Linked DNA regions of Mus musculus: region 1 is linked to region 2. Evidence: chromatin contacts called from public Hi-C data. All regions are on one chromosome and are shown on one strand. Each heading gives the region's core, a stretch centred on a gene start, on an enhancer-like site or on the middle of the called end of the contact. The rest is flanking DNA. Distances are from core to core; before and after follow the strand shown.

Region 1 (4,198 bases), core at 1,029-3,528, 150 kb before region 2:
TTGAAACTGGTTTGTGGGAGGAATGTGGAAACGTTTGGAGTTGCAGGCAAGAAAGCCCTAGAATGTTGTAAGCAGAGCTTAATAAGATATTCTTCGTGGAGTCTGGAAGACCAGGACATCAGTGTGTGTAGACAGTAAGAGTAGGCTCAGGAGGTGTCAGTGTAGGACAGGAATCTGCTGGGAACAGGGCAAGTGGCCATTCATGTTGCATTCTAGGGAGAATTTGGCTGTTTTCTGCACTGGAGACTCTAGTGTGTTAAAGATGTCAGGAATGGGGCTGCTGTGGAAGAGAACTAGAGCGAGCTGACTCCAGAGATAGCAGGCGGATTTCTTTGGTGGAAATGAATTCAGCAGTGCATGAGTTGGGGGTGCTGTGCGGTGGCTGCTCACTGCTTTGGGTCAGGTTTATAGTGAGTTTACAGAGCAGAGCAGAGACGTGTGACAACTGTGAACTTTGGCAAGTAAGAGTTTGAGTTTAAAGTTTGCACAGAAGTGCTGTTGGTGAAGCAGTGCCTGTAACAGAGGAGAGAAAGTACACTCCAAGTGTGACCTTAGAGTGACGGTGCCCCCAAGGTACAGTGCTCCAACCCGATCATCAATACAGGTGCTCCCTAGCTTCAGCCGTACAGGGACTCAGGCCACTGCAGCCGTGGGCAGCTAGCCTCCACCGTGGGTGTATCTTGGTGTAGTAATCCACGTAGGACTCTTCTGTGTGTGTGGATCAACAAACGTAAGGGTGGTGGAGGCTTATACCAGTGTCCCAGGCTGAGCTAGGCCATGTGTAGCAGGGTTGGAGTCCCTTCGTGAAGCTCCTCAATAGGTTATGTGTGCAGCTGTGCAGGTGACATCTAAGTGACCGGATGTGAGGAACGTGGGGGCTCCTGTGGAGGAAAGCTGAGGGTACCAAGTAGGGCTGGCCAAAGAGAGAGTAGCTCTATGTGCTGCAGGCACCTCGGCAGTTCAGCCCGTTCTGCCTCTGACCGGTGTCAGCAGGAGGCCCCGGTTATGGACATGGAGGCTTCAGGCTTTCCCCTTGCCCTGCTGTGGCCAGCCTTGCCCTGGCCAGCCTTTCCCTGCTGCCCTCCAGGTCCTCTCCTAGGAAATGGCAGTTTTCCCTCCATGCGGCTGTATGTTGGAAGTATGTTAATCTGTGTTTTGATTTAAAAGGGGTTAGAGTTATAACATTTCCTCAACCCTAAGAAGACCCTGGCCTTTCCAGCAGTGTAGGAACCCTGAGACTGAGGCCATTTGGAGTATGGACTAGACTCATTTGCATCACAGATGGCCACGTGTCTGCGTGGTCTGTGGAACAATGCTACCGCTTCAGTAGGAGCCGTCTTCCCCAGGCTCACCTGTGTGAACAGGTCATCCCCCCCCCCCCAGATAGTTGCACTGTTTGGGGGGAGGTTGTGAAAGCTTTGTGGCCTGGGGCCTAGCTGGCAGGGGTAGGCTACAGGTGCTGGGCTAGCTGTCTCCACTGTGTCTGGAGCTCTCTGAATCCCGTCCAGTAAGATTTGAACAAGCCCCTCTCCCAAGCCTCTGTTGCTACCATTGGCTCTGGGGAGCGGGGCTCTCCACCCACCACCCTGGATGGACTATATTCCTCGCATTGGGAGTCAAGCTAAGTTGCTTCCTGTCCGCATTTGCTTGGTCTCTTGGTTGAGATTAGTTACGAGAGCGTGGAACGTAAGTAATTTGGAGGAAAATAGCAAGATCCTTATCTCGTAGCGGTCACGCTGCGCCGTCACTCAGGCCAGACTGCATCTGTCCTGTGGACAGCTCTCCAGTGGAGCAGGTAGGTCTTATGCTTCGGTTTAAAATTGGGGATTTATTTAAGAGAGTCACATTGGCTTGAGTGTATGAACGGATGGATGCCTTGGCTGATCAATTCACTTTGCTCCAAAACACTGACCCGGGTCTTACATTTTCAAATAGTCTAATCCTTAAAGATGATAATTGGAACTTATTTATCTTTGATGTGTGTGTGTGAGAGTGGGGAGGGAGGGAAGGAAGGAGGGAGAGAGAGAGAGAAAGGAAAAGAGAACGAAGGAGGGAGGGAGGGAGAAAGTGGGGGACCATGAGAGCACATGTAGGCTTAGGATAGAGCAGTCTTGCTTTCTTCTTCTGTCAAGCATTACGTCAGTGTCCCCTGCCTCTCTCTGTTGCCCGGGATTGCGGTTCCCGCTTGTGTCTTTGAGCTCTGGTTTTCTGTGCTAGTGTGCTACCGGCTGCACTTGCATGTGGTGCTCTCAGTGGCTGGTTCTCTGCCTGAGGGCCCGGACGGGAAGTTGTTGCTTCCTTGTCTCCTCTAGTGGCTGGGTGCAAACAGTACCACGGATGCCTCCCTACCTCCCGGCTGAGGGAGGCAGTGCTGCGGGTGCTCAGGAGGTTTCGGGACTGGGTGGGCAGTGAACCTTCCCTTTTGATTCCTCCCTGTGATTTGGGGAAAGCGATTTAACCTCGTTCTTTCGTCTGAAGAAGAGACAATGATGGCTTCTGCTCCATAGGCTGGTGCTGACGTCTCTACCAGCCCGGTTAGTGCCATTATTGTGTTTCTATTTTGCTTCTTGTGGCTTAAGGTAGGAGGAAGTGGGAAAACCCACTGTAATTGCTTTGAGCCATCACAGACCTCTCAGAACTAGAGTTTTCCCCGTCTGCAGAAGCCATAGACACGAGAAAGTGGATTTTTGAGACCCAGCTTTTCCACATCCTCTTTGGCTCCAGCTGTTGCTTCTTGTGCATGCATTGAGATTGTGATGGGTGCTTGGCAGGCCCTAAGTCCTGCAGCCAGATGCTCCGCTGTGACTACTGATGAAGTACCTTGTTGCAGTGAGGGGGGACAGCCAGCTTTTCCTTTGTAAGTTCTTAGTTGTTCATTTAACAGGACGTGTGTGTGTGTGTGTGTGTGTGTGTGTGTGTGTGTAGCTTAGATTAATATGCTTTTCAGCTTTTAAACGTTACACACTATATTTAAGAGTAATTTTTCTCTTCAATTTGATGTACTTCCTTTCCAGAAAGTGCATGAGGTCTGCCCACTAAATTAAAGTAACCAGTTAGAAAGGCAACACAAGTCCATTTTAAAATAAACATAGTCCATCTTAGAAGAGTAACCTAAGTGTGAAGACTCAGCAGCTGTGGCTCCCGGACGCTGACTTGTGCTTGGCCTTGAGAAAGTGAGGAGCAGCCACTGTGTTTTTGTTCTCTGACTCTGACGCAGGTTTCCCTCATATTCCCTTGCCCCCATTATGCAGTTTATAACTCACCATATCATCCCCTGTGATGTAACAGTGGCAGGCATGTCCATCTTGTAGATAATATACCCAGCTTAATTATTTTATAGCACATTTATATTTTAAATTGTAAAATACTACACTTTGATGACTTGATACAAATATGAATGTGCATTTTTTTGTTTTGTTTTGTTTTTTGTTTTTTGAGACAGGGTTTCTCTGTGTAGCCCTGTCTGTCCTGGAACTCAATCTGTAGATCAGGCTGGCCTTGAACTCAGAAATCTGCCTGCCTCTGCCTCCCAAGTGCCAGGATTAAAGGCGTGCGCCACCACCTCCTGGCATGTGCACTTTTTACTATTCCGTTTTTTAGAATAGATTTCTTCTAGTTCCTATCTAGAACTGCAAAGCTCTTGAAACATGTTGCAACATTTTTTTAAATACTTATTTTCTATTTATATGAGTACACTGTAGCTGTTTCCAGACACGCCAGAAGAGGGCATCGGATCCCATTACAGATGGTTGTGAGCCACCATGTGGTTGCTGGGAATTGAACTCAGGATCTCTGGAAGAGCAGTCAGTGTTCTAACTGCTGAGCCATCTCTCCAGCCCATGTTGCTACATTTTTAGAAACTTACCTTTGTTTTTATTCATTCTGATGTGAAAGACTATGCATGGGACAGTTTAATGATAGGATCAGTCCGCTGAACTTTTAGGAGTTGGGTAGACAGTATATTAGTCTGTTTTTAATGACTGTAAGTGGAAAACATGAGACAGACCAACCCAAATTTCTGTAAGCCAAAAGTTCAAATATGGTGGCAGAAGCTCCAGGCACAGCCCCTGCTGGCTTCATCACTTTATGGCAGATAACAATGACTGGGAGCTGGGTCTTGTGTGAGCAAGAGGTCCCATTGCCAAACAGGAAGCCTGAGTGAAACTGGAGCCCCGAGAACCACCCTAATCCCTGTGGA
Region 2 (3,895 bases), core at 999-3,498:
GCCAACACCTGAAAGCCATAGCAAACATAACGACCAGAAGAGCGACTAGCTAGCTAGCCCCTTGCCGCCTCTCTCTTTCCACAGCCCTGTGGAGCGTGATCTCACAAGTTCCACTTCAAGGGCATGGTCAGTCATGCAAACAGCCACATGTGTCCAGCTCATGAGTCATCCGGCTTCTCGCACCCACCTGCTCCAGATCTCTTTCGAAACTCTGCTGAGTGTCCAGGGACTAGCAGCAAGTGGAGGAAGGCCAAGTGCATGCTCTAGAAAGGCCTTTGTCTTGATGCCTATATTCGTCTGCATTCTCTAAAGCAGACGAACTAACGGATTGAATACACATGCCTTACGAGCTGGGTCCAGCTAGCCCAACAATGGTCTCCCAACTGTAAATCCAAGTATCCAGTAGTTGTTCAATCTAAGGCTGGGTGTCTCAGCTGGTCTTCAGTACATGCTAGAGTTCCTGAAGAAGCAAGTGGGTTCTGTACCAGCAACGAATGGCAAGCAAGCAAAGGGGAAAAGCCGCCTTCTTCCATGAGCTTATATAGGCTGCCATGAGAAGGTGTGGCCCAGGTTTAGGGTGTGTCTTCCCAACTCAAGTGATACAAGTTAAAGGTGGGCCTTTCTACCTCACATGACCCAGTGAGCTAAAATTCCCTTACAGGCATGCTCATAATCTTGCATTTTGTTAGTTCATTCTAAATGTAGTCAGGTTGGCAACCAAAATTAACCATCGCAGTGCCTATCAGACAACCTGTCTCTGAGCCAGCCTACAATTGAGCAAACTAGGGTGGGTGGGGAGCCCCAAAGGTACCCTGCAAGTATTCCTCAACATCAGGCGCGAGTCTTTGGTAAAGTCTGGGTCCCTGGTGGGATTTCTGGGAGGGAAGAGCACCTGCCTTCCATAGCTGTGACTTTCCACCCACTGACCATCTGTCACCTGGTGACAGACATCCCTTAGGTGGGACAGAGCAGGGAGATGCCTTTAGCCATCTGGCCTCAGAGGCCCTGACAGGCAGAGTGCTCCCTGGCACAAGGGTGCCTTGTCCTAGGGCAGTGGGTCTCAACCCCTTAGCAGGGCATCAAGCAACCAGAGAACTGAGATTTACACTACAATTTATTATAGTGACAAACTTACAGTATGAAGTAGAGACAAAAATACTTTTATGGTTGGGGGTCAGCACAGCATGAGGAAGTATATTATTAAAGAGTTGCAGCATTAGGATGGCTGAGAACCGCTGCCCTGGGGCCTAGTGTGAGTACACACAACACAGCCCACGGATCCAGGTGGCCTCCATACATCAGACAGCAGTCTGGGAAACACCACCTAGGGAAAGGGGTTAGCCTTGAAGTCCCTAAACAAATCTTGACTGGGACTAGCCACACAGTGTGGTCCCTAGCCAGGTTGCAACACAGGAAACGGGGTGCATCTGCGCATGCGGTTCCTCCCCAGCTCTGTTTCTTGGATGCTGGACAGCCTCTTCTTTTCCCTAGTTCCCCATTGGCCTCTCCAGAGTCCCCTTCTCACAGGAGGACTGCCCTCTCTGGGATCTAGATGAACCTACCTCCAGCCTCTGTATACACCCGTAGGTGGTGGGGCTCCAGTTGAGTCCCTGGCAAGCAAGCCTGTGCCTGGTTCTCCCCTCCCCTCTCACGTGCTCCCTCCCTTTCCTGCACACTGACCAGGGCTGCTTGCGCATGGGGCTGCCTTGTTTCCAGCTAGGTTGGTCCAGATGATCTTGTCATGAACTCCACACAGCATGGGCTCACAGGCCTCCTTTCAGCAACACTAACGAGCGTCTGCTTGAGCAAGGAATGGGTGTGGGCCTGGTCTCTCAGGGATACAGTTTTCTGGTGGCACTCAGCCTGGCTCCATTGACAAGCTGAAAGAAGCAACTGCCTTCAGCGGACTCCCACTTACCCCCATCCAAAAAGTGGGAGGGTGCTGGGGAGCTGTGTGAGTTTTGTAAGCACTAGTCATGCCCGGAATCAACACATGGGCACCACCGATGAAAGCACAGGACTTTGCCTACTGCATCTTGCTGTCTCTACCTCAATGGCCCTGGAACACAAACCATGAGCCAACTATCAACCCTTCCTCACAAGAGTTCCCTAGATGAAGCAGGAAGTGAAAAATTCTTAATTAAAAAAAAAGTTTTGTTTTGAAATTTACTACGTTCAATGTAACGCACATTTAGTCAGCAGGGAAGAGGAAGTACAGACTCAGGTTTACCCCAGCAGGCCCTCAGCAGCCGCGCCCAGACATACTTTCCAACATGGCGGACGGGAGGGCCTGCTGGCCTCAGGGCGGGGAAGGGCCTACACTGCTGTGCTGGCTGGAGAGGAAAAGAGACTGAACAGCCAGAAACAGCTGCCACCACAACTGTCTCCAGGGATACAGAAACGCAGTTCCTCTTGTCCTATATTTTGATCCACGGGCCACTGGCTGCTTCTCTCCCAGGTCCCTCAGGTTGTGGAGTCTGCAGAAGTTTCCACTGACACCTCACTGAGATCCACTGACACCTAACTGCGATGACCCAAAGAACTGGACTCAGGGGAAGGAACAGATGACCAGTCTTCCACCCAGCCTGAAGATGGGATTGCTTTCAAAACTGTACTTGAGGCTCTGTCCGGACGGAAAATCTACTTACCTCAGTAGGACAAGAACTGACTCTTAGTTCCTATGGTCATCCATTCTGGACCCCTCAGCCCCCACACACATACATGAAAACCCAGCCCAGTGTCTTTTGGCAACATAGTAGCCTCTCCTTTCCCTCATATACAGCCCTTTCTGAGGCTGTGATTGACAAGGCGCCAAGCCCTGACTGCCTCTTTCAGACAGGATTAAGGCAGCTTCTCCCAGACCTGCTATAGTTTAAGCAAGAGAGGCAAGAGAAATGGCCTGTCTCCAGTAGAGCCCGTGGGAGGCCTTTAAGTGATACCTGGAGCTTGTTCCAGTACCCATGCTAAACCACTGCCAATCAGCCAACCACAGACACAGGCAAGTGATCTTCAGAGGGGAACTTGCGTTGGGAAAACAGGAAGAGGATATAAATAAACAGCAATAACAATAAATCAAAACAGTTTATCAGAAACATGGGATTCTTGGTCGATTCTTTCTTATCTTTATATCAAGCATACTAAGCTTTTTAAAAGAGATTTATTTATTTATTTATTTATTTATTTATTTATTTATTTATTATAAGTAAGTATACTGTAGCTGTCTTCAGATACCCCAGAAGAGGGCATCAGATCTCATTACAGATGGTTGTGAGCCACCACGTGGTTGCTGGAATTTGAACTCAGGACCTTAGGAAGAACAGTCAGTGCTCTTAACCACTGAGCCATCTCTCCAGCCCACATACTAGGTTTTTAAAGTTGCCTGAGTAACAAACCATAATGGGAAGAGAAAGAAACATTTGCCATACCCCCTTGAGCCCCAGCCCCTTGTAGCAAATACTCTAAAATTTCATCTTGAAATTTACTTATTTATTTTTGAGCCAAGATCTCACATATCCTAGGCTGATTTCAAGGCAGCTTTGTAGTTGAAGATGACCTTAAATTCAGGCATTACCACCCTCAATTTATAGGAGTGCCCAGGAACTAACTCAGGGCCTCCTACATGCTGGGCAAGCACTCTACCCATTGAAACTGGTTACATTTCTAACCCAACTTGAAACAATTTAGGAAGCATTTGTCCACAGGACCTCATTCTGCCTTCCATCATCAACTGTAGGCTTATCAACTGGCTGAGGGTTTCTGTGGCTGGTCAGTGGTCAGGCCATAAACAGGTGGGCAGAATACTTTATTTGGAGGTTATAGAAATGGCTCAGTGGTTAAGAGCATGCATGCACCGCTCCTGCAGAGGACCTAGATTCAGTTTCTAGACTATAAAATC

Evidence for each region. A called contact is a pair of places that touch in the nucleus more often than the background predicts.
Region 1: a Hi-C map of the 63-12 cell line shows a contact between it and region 2, with 2.2 times the contacts expected there. The contact joins two enhancer-like sites. A contact is called at or near these places in 2 of 484 Hi-C or Micro-C datasets (the 63-12 cell line and B cells), 4 of 115 datasets of contacts at active chromatin or transcription factors (bone marrow-derived macrophages, effector CD8 T cells, large pre-B cells and 1 more) and 2 of 9 other capture datasets (adipose tissue and liver).

Annotation. Positions count from the first base shown.
Region 1 is chr17:12,305,996-12,310,193 of GRCm38.p6, reverse strand. All of the region lies in intron 1 of Map3k4 (mitogen-activated protein kinase kinase kinase 4), which reads left to right. Among named protein-coding and RNA genes, the nearest start is that of Map3k4, 11 kb to the left of the region's middle. Within about 2 kb of position 2,278, at least 63 of the 459 cell types and tissues checked have an H3K27ac peak or open chromatin away from gene starts, as enhancers often do. A contact at or near this core is called in the 63-12 cell line, B cells and bone marrow-derived macrophages, where this site is marked.
Region 2 is chr17:12,157,789-12,161,683 of GRCm38.p6, reverse strand. The region is part of intron 2 of Agpat4 (1-acylglycerol-3-phosphate O-acyltransferase 4 (lysophosphatidic acid acyltransferase, delta)); the gene reads right to left. Among named protein-coding and RNA genes, the nearest start is that of Agpat4, 40 kb to the right of the region's middle. Within about 2 kb of position 2,248, at least 77 of the 459 cell types and tissues checked have an H3K27ac peak or open chromatin away from gene starts, as enhancers often do. A contact at or near this core is called in the 63-12 cell line, B cells and bone marrow-derived macrophages, where this site is marked.